Regions from separate parts of the Ovis aries genome. Here region 1 is linked to region 2. Evidence: chromatin contacts called from public Hi-C data. All regions are on one chromosome and are shown on one strand. The core of a region is the stretch at or near the end of the contact, and the rest is flanking DNA. Distances in the headings are between cores, read along the strand shown.

Region 1 (3,823 bases), core at 156-2,655, 120 kb before region 2:
CCCGGTGGAGGGTAACTGCTTTGTGTCGGGCTCCCAGGGGTGGCTGGAGAGCAGAGTCTGGAGCCTCGAGCTCTGCCCAGCTGGCACTCTTCCCTCACTGGTTCTCTCTTTACCCCCGTGTCTGCCTTATCAGTAAACAGAGGATATGAAAGCCATCAAGCCACTAAAGCTGCCCTGAGGGGGAACCCTGAGGGAACTCCAGTGTGTGTGTGTATGTGTGTGCGCACGTGTGTGCGTGTGTGTGGATGTGTTCAGTCATGGCTGACTTTGGCAACCCTTGGTCCACCAAGCTCCTCTTTCCATGGGATTTTTCAGGCAAGGATACTGGACTGGGTTGCCATTGCTTCATCCAGGGTATCTTCTTCCTCCAAGGGATCTTCCTGACCCAGGGATCAAACCCAGATCTTCTGTGTCTCCCGCAGGTGAATTCTTTAACCTGCTGAACCTTCAGGGAAACCCTGGTGGAGACCAAAGGACTGCGTGCAGCTAAGTCCTCAGCTACAGCAGCCCTGCCCCTCCCCACCACTGGTGAACTCAGAGGGAACTCAGGGTGGAAAAGGACAGGATGCTGGCCCTAGGTAGCTAAGGTGTGTATCAAAGGAATGATTTCAATAAGCCCAGAGTCTTGCACCTTCCCATACACAGAAAAGCACTAAACTCCTTAACTTGAGATATCTGGTTTTCTGTAAGTAACAGTAATCGTTTGACATTCAGACTACCTGGCCTTTGTTGCAAAAACTCCCATATATCCTGGCTCCTTCCTTGGCCTGCTAGGCTTGAAGTCCTTGGAATGTCTGCTGAATGAAACATAGTTTTCAACATTAAGGTTGTGCTTTTTTTTTCCACCCCCTGATCTCCCCAATGGCCCACCTCGGCCTCCAAGTCTTATTTCATTCAATGACTCTTCAGATTTGCATAGCACACCTACTCTGTGCCAGAGAGCTCCACTGCTGGAATATGCTCTCAGCCAAACCTTTCTCAGGTGGCTCAGGGGTAAAGAACCTGCCTGCCAATGCAGGAGACACGGGTTTTATCCCTAGGTCAAGAAGATCCACTGGAGAAGGAAATGGCAACCCATTCCAGCATTCAGCATTCTTGCCTGGGAAACCCCATGGTCAGAGGAAGCTGGCGGGCTACCATCCGTGGGTTGCAAGAGCTGGACACAGCTGACTGAGCGTGCACATACACATCTACTCAGAACCTGTTCATCTTGTGCCCTTCGTGCCCAGCCCAGAGAGAACACATCTGAAAGAATGGACGAGGTTTACCTCTGGGCCACAGGCAGCCGTACTCCTGATCCCAAGTTAACTCCAGGGCAACTAAACAGCATTACAGCAAACCTTTCTCACTGCAGTGATTTTTTTCAGTGATCCTGACAGGCATTGCTCCTCCAAGCCATCTTCTGACTAATCCAACCACAAGAGGGAGCCAAGTGCCCCATTCTTTTTTTTGTGGAGACCCACAGTTTGGAGGAATCAAGGGGAGGCAAGCAGATTACAAATTCAGTTGCTAAAGAATCTGCCTGATTTGATTCCTGGGTCGGGAAGATCCCCTGGAGAAGGGAATGGCTACCCACTACAGTATTCCAGCCTAGAGAATTCCCTGGATTGTATAGTCCATGAGGTCACAGAGAGTTGGACACGACTGGGCGACTTTCACTTCACTTCACTTCACTTCAAGCAGATTACAGGAGGCCTGGTTGGGGGGAGGGGTCAAGAAATGACCTCTGGCAACACTTCAGGTGAGAGGTGCTGTGCTACCCACCCCGAGGAAGGCAGGACGCTACCCAGAACTGAGCAGGCTTTCCAGCCAGGCCTACCTGGAGCCTTCCTGGTTGAGAGTCCACCTCAGATCATCATCTGTGAAACACAGAAGCTTGTACAAGGAGTCGATGTGGCCAAGGTGTGAGTGTGTCTGAAATCTGGTAGGTGCCCTCTAAACACTGGATGCTACCTTCTGCTGCCCCTCCCCCTGCCCTTTCTCCCACCACCCCCATTTTTGTCCTTTTATTTTTTTAATCTTTTGGCTGAGCAGGACAGCATGTAGGACCTTAGTTCCCCGACCAGGGCTCAAACCTGGCCTTCTGAATTAGCAGCACACAGTTTTAACCATTAGATCACAGGGAAGTCCCTCTCCCCTCTTTCTTTTCCTCATCTGATGTAGACAATGTTTCCCCCCCCCCAAAATTCATTTGTTCAGATCCTAACCTCCAATGTGGTGAGCCTTTTGGAAGTGATAAGGTCATGAGGGAGGAGCTGTCTCTTATAAAAGAGACCCCAGAGAGCTGTCTCACCATGTGAAGACACAGCAAGAAGACAGCTCATCTATGAACCAGGAAGCAAGCCCTCACCAGACACCCACCAGCTGGCACCTTGATCTTGAACTTCCAGCTTCCAGAACTGGGAAATGTCTGTCATCTATGTTGCTACCCTCTCTGTGGTATTTTGTTACAGCAGCCCAAATGGACTAGGAAAGCATCATATTCTCTTGCCTTTCCCAAAAGGCCAAATCATGCAGGGAAATCCTGGGGCCCAGAGTATCCACATCTCTAGGGAAGGTAGGAATTTGTCAGTTAGCTTCCCCTGTAGGCTTGTACTCTAAACTGTAAACTGTAAACTTTGCACTCTCCAGTTATGAGATGAACAGTCTCAACTGGGCCTGTTTATCACCAATCTTTCCACCAGATGATTCCTCCTCTGCCAGGGTATCCTCAGCGTCATGGCTCTCCCTTCCCACCCTCCCTGCCTGCCCAGCCCCAGTGAAGAGCAGTCCTTTGCCTCCAGGCTCCACTGAACATTGCCGGGTTCGGAACTCAGTGCCTCCCCAGGCAGCCCACAGTGAGGACAGCTGTCCTTCTCAGCTAAAGCTTGGCTCTCTACCACTGCTTCTGCCTCAGCCCTCAGAGGTTTGGAGTCAGAGACACAGCCCCCAGAATCTTCTCTCCTTGAGATTTTAACCAACCAATCACCCCCATCCTGGTAAAAATCTCCTCCTATGTGTGGTCTCCACCTCTGAAGGTGACTGGTCGATTGTGTTTCAGCCTGCCTGTTACCTCCCGTTCACCTGGTGGTTCCATCCAGTTCTCAGAAGGTTCTCACATGACTAGTGCAAAAGACTGAGCTCCCTAAGACTAGCTATTTATAGCTGGGAGCTTGGACATAGAGTCAGACCAGATCCACCAGCCACCCCGTCCCCTGCGCCCTCTCCTTCTCCTACTCCCCCGTGACCTCTCCCAACCCACAGGTGAGTGTCTGTCTGTTAACCAATACCCACAGAGCTCAGCTCTCTTGATCTCAAAAATCTCTTTCTTTAAAGATTCTTGTTCTTAAAAAGTGTATTTCTTTGGCTGTGTTGGGTCTTAGCCGCAGCATGCAAGATCTTTGTATCGGCGTGCAGGCTCAGTGGCTGCATGGACTTAGTTGCTCCATGGCGTGTGGGATCTTAGTTCCCCGAGCAGGGATTGAACCTGTGTCCTCTGCATTGGAAGGCAGATTCTTAATCACTGGGCCACCAGGGAAGTCCTCAAAAACCTCTTATGAAAAGAGTCCATCTCCAAGAGTTTTCTCCAGTAGATACTAACCAGTTTCCAAATGAAAAATCACCTGCCCACTGTCACCAGGCATGACCTCAGTTAATCTTGACCAGCAGATGGAGTGACTAGTTGCTCCCAGGACTGTAGGGGGACACAGTTCTCATGTTGTACAACAGCCCCGTCCTTCCCTTCCCCACCCTCCCAATATACACATACACACATGCACACCCAATACACACACACACACACACACTGCCATCCCATGCAGCTGCAGAGAGCTGAAAACTCTCT
Region 2 (4,030 bases), core at 195-2,694:
AGGCTGAGGGCTCTGACAACTTCATGCCCATGACTCAGTTTCCCTCTTTGCTGGAAACCATCCAGAGGCTTGGGTCTTGCCTCTTGGCCTTCTCTAAGTTTCATTTGCCTCTCCAGAACTGAAGGAGGCTGGTTTTAAGGGCTCTTTCAACTTTTAAGGTCTAAGGAACTGGGATATTGATACTCACCCTTGCAGGACCCCTCACCAGGATCCTGTGTGGTACAAAGATATAGATGGAGAAAGCTGTTTAAACAGTTTAAGTCTGAGGAAATTTTGAGGAAGATCATTTTGTTGTTCTGTTTGCATGCAACTAGTGTCCCCAGAACACCTACTAATCACGTGCCCGCATTGGGAACAGGGCTATGACACAAAGTTGTAGATACCAGCTTCCGGGGATTTCCTTTCAGTGCTGCCTTCCAGCCAGTCTGGGAGCGCCGACCCCCTCCTGTCCGTCTCCTCTCTAGCTGTTTACGGCTCCAGGACTTGTCTGGTCCATGTGCCCACGTTTGCCTCTGCCCGGGCCAGTGGAGTCCAGAGCGGAGCGGATTGAAGTTGGCCCTTCGGATATCGGCCCAGGCGCCCTCTGGCGGCCGCGCGCGGAAGCTGCGGCCCGGAGCGGAGCTGGCGAAGGGAGGAGGGAGGGAGATCGAGGAGGAGGCGCGGGCAGGGGAGGAGAGGAAAAAGTTGCGCTGGGAAGTTTGGAAAGTTGGGAAGTGGCTGCTGCGGGCTTCGCCTCCCTCCGCGCGTGTGTATGAGGGAGCGAGCGAGGGAACAGGAGAGGAGCGAGTGAGCGCCTGCCATGCCCATCAGACCCCGCCTCGCCGCGCCCGGGCGCAGAGCTCGCCCGGACTCCCTGCGGCCCGGCCCGGCCCGGCGCGGCCCCGGCCCCCCGCCCCCCGCGCCGGGTCCTCCCCTCCCCCCGCCCCGGCGGCCCCAGCCCCCCGCCCGGCCCGGCTCCGCGCCGCTCTCCCGCCCTCCTCTCTCCTTCCCTCCCGGCCGCGGAGCAGCATGGCGGAGCCCGGGCAGCGGCCGCGCGGCCGCCCGCCGCCCCTCTGAGCCCCGCTCGGGGGCCACCGGGCGCCCCAGACCCGACCCCCGCCCCCGCCGCGCCCGCCGCCGCACTTGTCCCACCGCGCGCCCCCTGGAGCACCGCGCACCCCTGGGACCCTTGCGCGCCCCGGGTCCCCAGCATAACCCCGGGTCCTCGCGCGCCCGCCGTCCCGGTACTGCTCCGGGAACACCGTGCACCCCTGGACCGCGACGCAGCTCCGGGACCTCCGCGAGTCCCGGGACCCCGGCGCGCTCTCACAGCCCCGGGGCTCGTCCAAGCGGGCGGCGCGCCCCGGTGAGGGGGCCCCGCCCCAGAGGATCCCCCTCTTACAGCGGGCGGAGCCCCGCCCCAAAGGGACCCCCGGGTCCGGCAGGGACATCCAGCCACGCCCCAAAGGGCTCCCGGCATCCCGCGTCCGGAGCCCCGCGCTGCGGAGGAACCTCTGTGCCCAGCCGGGGGCTGCCTGCCCCGCCGAGGGGGCGCCTCCCAGGACGGTCCCCCGCGCCCCGCAGGCCCGGCAGGATGCACGCCGCCCTGGCAGGGCCGCTGCTCGCCGCCCTCCTGGCCACCGCCCGCGCCCGCCCGCAGCCCCCGGACGGAGGACAGTGCCGGCCGCCCGGATCGGTGAGCGAGCGCCCGCCCGGCCACTCTCCCGGCCGCCCGGCCACTCCAGCCCCGCGGGGACGATGGTTTGGGGGTCCTGCCTTCCGCATCCACTTCGGCCCACCCGCTCCACCTCTCCGCTCCGGGCGCTGCCTCGGGCGCCCTGCCCTGGCTTCTGCCGCCCGAGCTCCTGTCCCGTGCTGGGAACCGAGCTGGGGCGCTCCCTCTCCAGCTCCTTCCCCACCCGCTGACGCTCTCGGGCTCTCCTCGGACTTTCGGTCCCGCTTGGAACTTTCCTCTCTGTGCCCTTTTGGACTCCCCTCTTACTTTGATCCCGTCTTTACCCTCTGGTTCCTCTCTTCCCACTTCTGACGCTGTTCCTTGCCTTTCTCTTCTCTGCCCCTTCCTGTCGTTCACACGCCCAGACTCCTCGCAAGCTCCCCTCTCTCTCTTGACCCCCGCCGGTGACCTCAGGCAAACTTTCTGCATCTCTAGCCCAGGCCCCAGCACCCACGCTCCCAGGTGCCCCCGGTTTCACGAAAAGGATGAAGATTCCAGAGGAGAGGAAAAGAAAGTGCCAGGACATGCTGGCCTAATATTTCTTTGGGGATTGAGTAATTACTAGGTTTCCTAATTTTCCTTCCAAACTAAGGAATCCCTTGATTTCCCTCAGTCTTTCTCCCTCGAAGTGTAAACTAGTGCCTTGAAAATAACCCTGGTTTGGAGACCAGGGAGCAGGAAACCGTCTGTTAGGTCCTCACTGGCTGCCCAGCTAGTTGACCTTGGGCAAGGTGCACCTCCAGCGACCTGACTTGTATGGAAACAGGGAGCTAGGCGGCAGGCAGAGTCCTCAGTGCCAGTCTCTCACCAGGATGCTGAGATTTACATTTGTTGACTATTGGTAAAGTAAGGTACTATTCCCTTTCCCCACCCCAACAGATACTTTTCTTTTGTACTAGAATCAGGCAGAAAAATTTTATGAGTTGACGGAAAGCTTGCAGGTGGTGGCTGGCAGTGGACGGTCCAGGGGGTGTTCCAGGGTCGATGGCAGTAATGGTTCAGAGGATGTTCCTGGGTGGACAGTGACTTTGCCTGAGAGACAGGAGAGACCCTTTCTCATGTCCCTTGACCCCTGGACCTAAACTGGATTGGAGAAATGACCCATGTCTTCACGACCCTCCTTCATCTCTACACACACACACACGCGCACACACACACACACACACACACACACACACACACGCACATTCCTCTTCAGAGCCTAGGTGACGGCAGACAATTGGACTTGGAGCCCAGGTACACCTTTTAAAGGGAGGAGCCTGGAAAGCATGTACATTTCTTGGGACTAATTCTGTGGAATCTTTCCCTCCCAAACTAGGGCCTGAGACTTTACTTAGCCTGCAGGTTTTAAAGCACTTTCTCATCTGTGGTTTCAGCTGGTGGAGCAGAGTAGCTGACACCCCAGACCTGCCCTCCAAAAAGAAAACTGCATCCGCCCTGCTGAATGGGGAAGTAGCTGTTTAAATAGGCTATTTTTAATAGGTGTTCTGCTTTCAAAGTGCTCTTGGCGTGTATCTTCTAATGGTTGGATTTAAAAGTTATATGACTTCCTCCCTTCTTGCCAGAGCAGGACTCTTGGTCCCCCTCTCCCCACCCTCCACATGAAACACCGCCGGTGAAGGTTTGGCTTGGCCAAGATTAAATATTCTCAGGTGGTGTGGCAGTCCTTGGCACTCACAGCTAGAGCCAATCATAACGAGAGCTTCCTTCACTGCCTTCACTCCTTCTGAGCCTGGCACTGCTCTCTGGGCTTATTTACATAGATTGTGTCTTTTCATCCTCCCAACAATCAGCTCCCATTTTACAGATGGGGAAACTGAGTCTGTGGGAAGTGAAACAGTGTGCTTAAGATCATACAGCCAAGACAGGCCAAAGCCAGGATTTGAATGTGGGTCTCAGTTTCCAAAGCCCTTGCTCCTTCCCATCGCCCTAAGTCGGTCTCTGTCTTCTATGCCCACCTCCACCTGCCCCCTCTGTTCTAACCTTCTGCTGGCTTCAGCCTGACGGCCTTCCTTCACCTCTCCTTCTGCAGCAGAGGGACCTGAACTCCTTCCTGTGGACTATTCGGCGTGACCCCCCGGCCTATCTGTTTGGCACCATCCATGTCCCCTACACCCGCGTCTGGGACTTCATCCCGGACAACTCCAAGGCAGCCTTCCAGGCCAGCGCCCGCGTCTACTTCGAGCTGGACCTGACCGACCCCTACACGATCTCAGCGCTGGCCAGCTGCCAGCTGCTGCCGCACGGGGAGAACCTGCAGGACGTGCTGCCCCGCGAGCTCTACTGGCGTCTGAAGCGCCACCTGGACTACGTGAA

The links. A called contact is a pair of places that touch in the nucleus more often than the background predicts.
Region 1: a Hi-C map of liver shows a contact between it and region 2, with 2.2 times the contacts expected there. The contact joins the enhancer-like site here to the promoter of TRABD2B in region 2. A contact is called at or near these places in 4 of 16 Hi-C or Micro-C datasets (liver, mixed tissues, skin fibroblasts and 1 more).

The regions. Positions count from the first base shown.
Region 1 is chr1:22,620,778-22,624,600 of ARS-UI_Ramb_v3.0, reverse strand. No RefSeq gene overlaps it. Among named protein-coding and RNA genes, the nearest start is that of TRABD2B, 120 kb to the right of the region's middle. Within about 2 kb of position 1,405, at least 1 of the 54 cell types and tissues checked has an H3K27ac peak or open chromatin away from gene starts, as enhancers often do. A contact at or near this core is called in liver, where this site is marked.
Region 2 is chr1:22,504,851-22,508,880 of ARS-UI_Ramb_v3.0, reverse strand. It overlaps TRABD2B (TraB domain containing 2B), which reads left to right and starts at 1,444. Exons shown (of 6, transcript XM_042247704.2): 1 at 1,444-1,675; 2 at 3,747-4,030. The coding sequence starts at 1,574.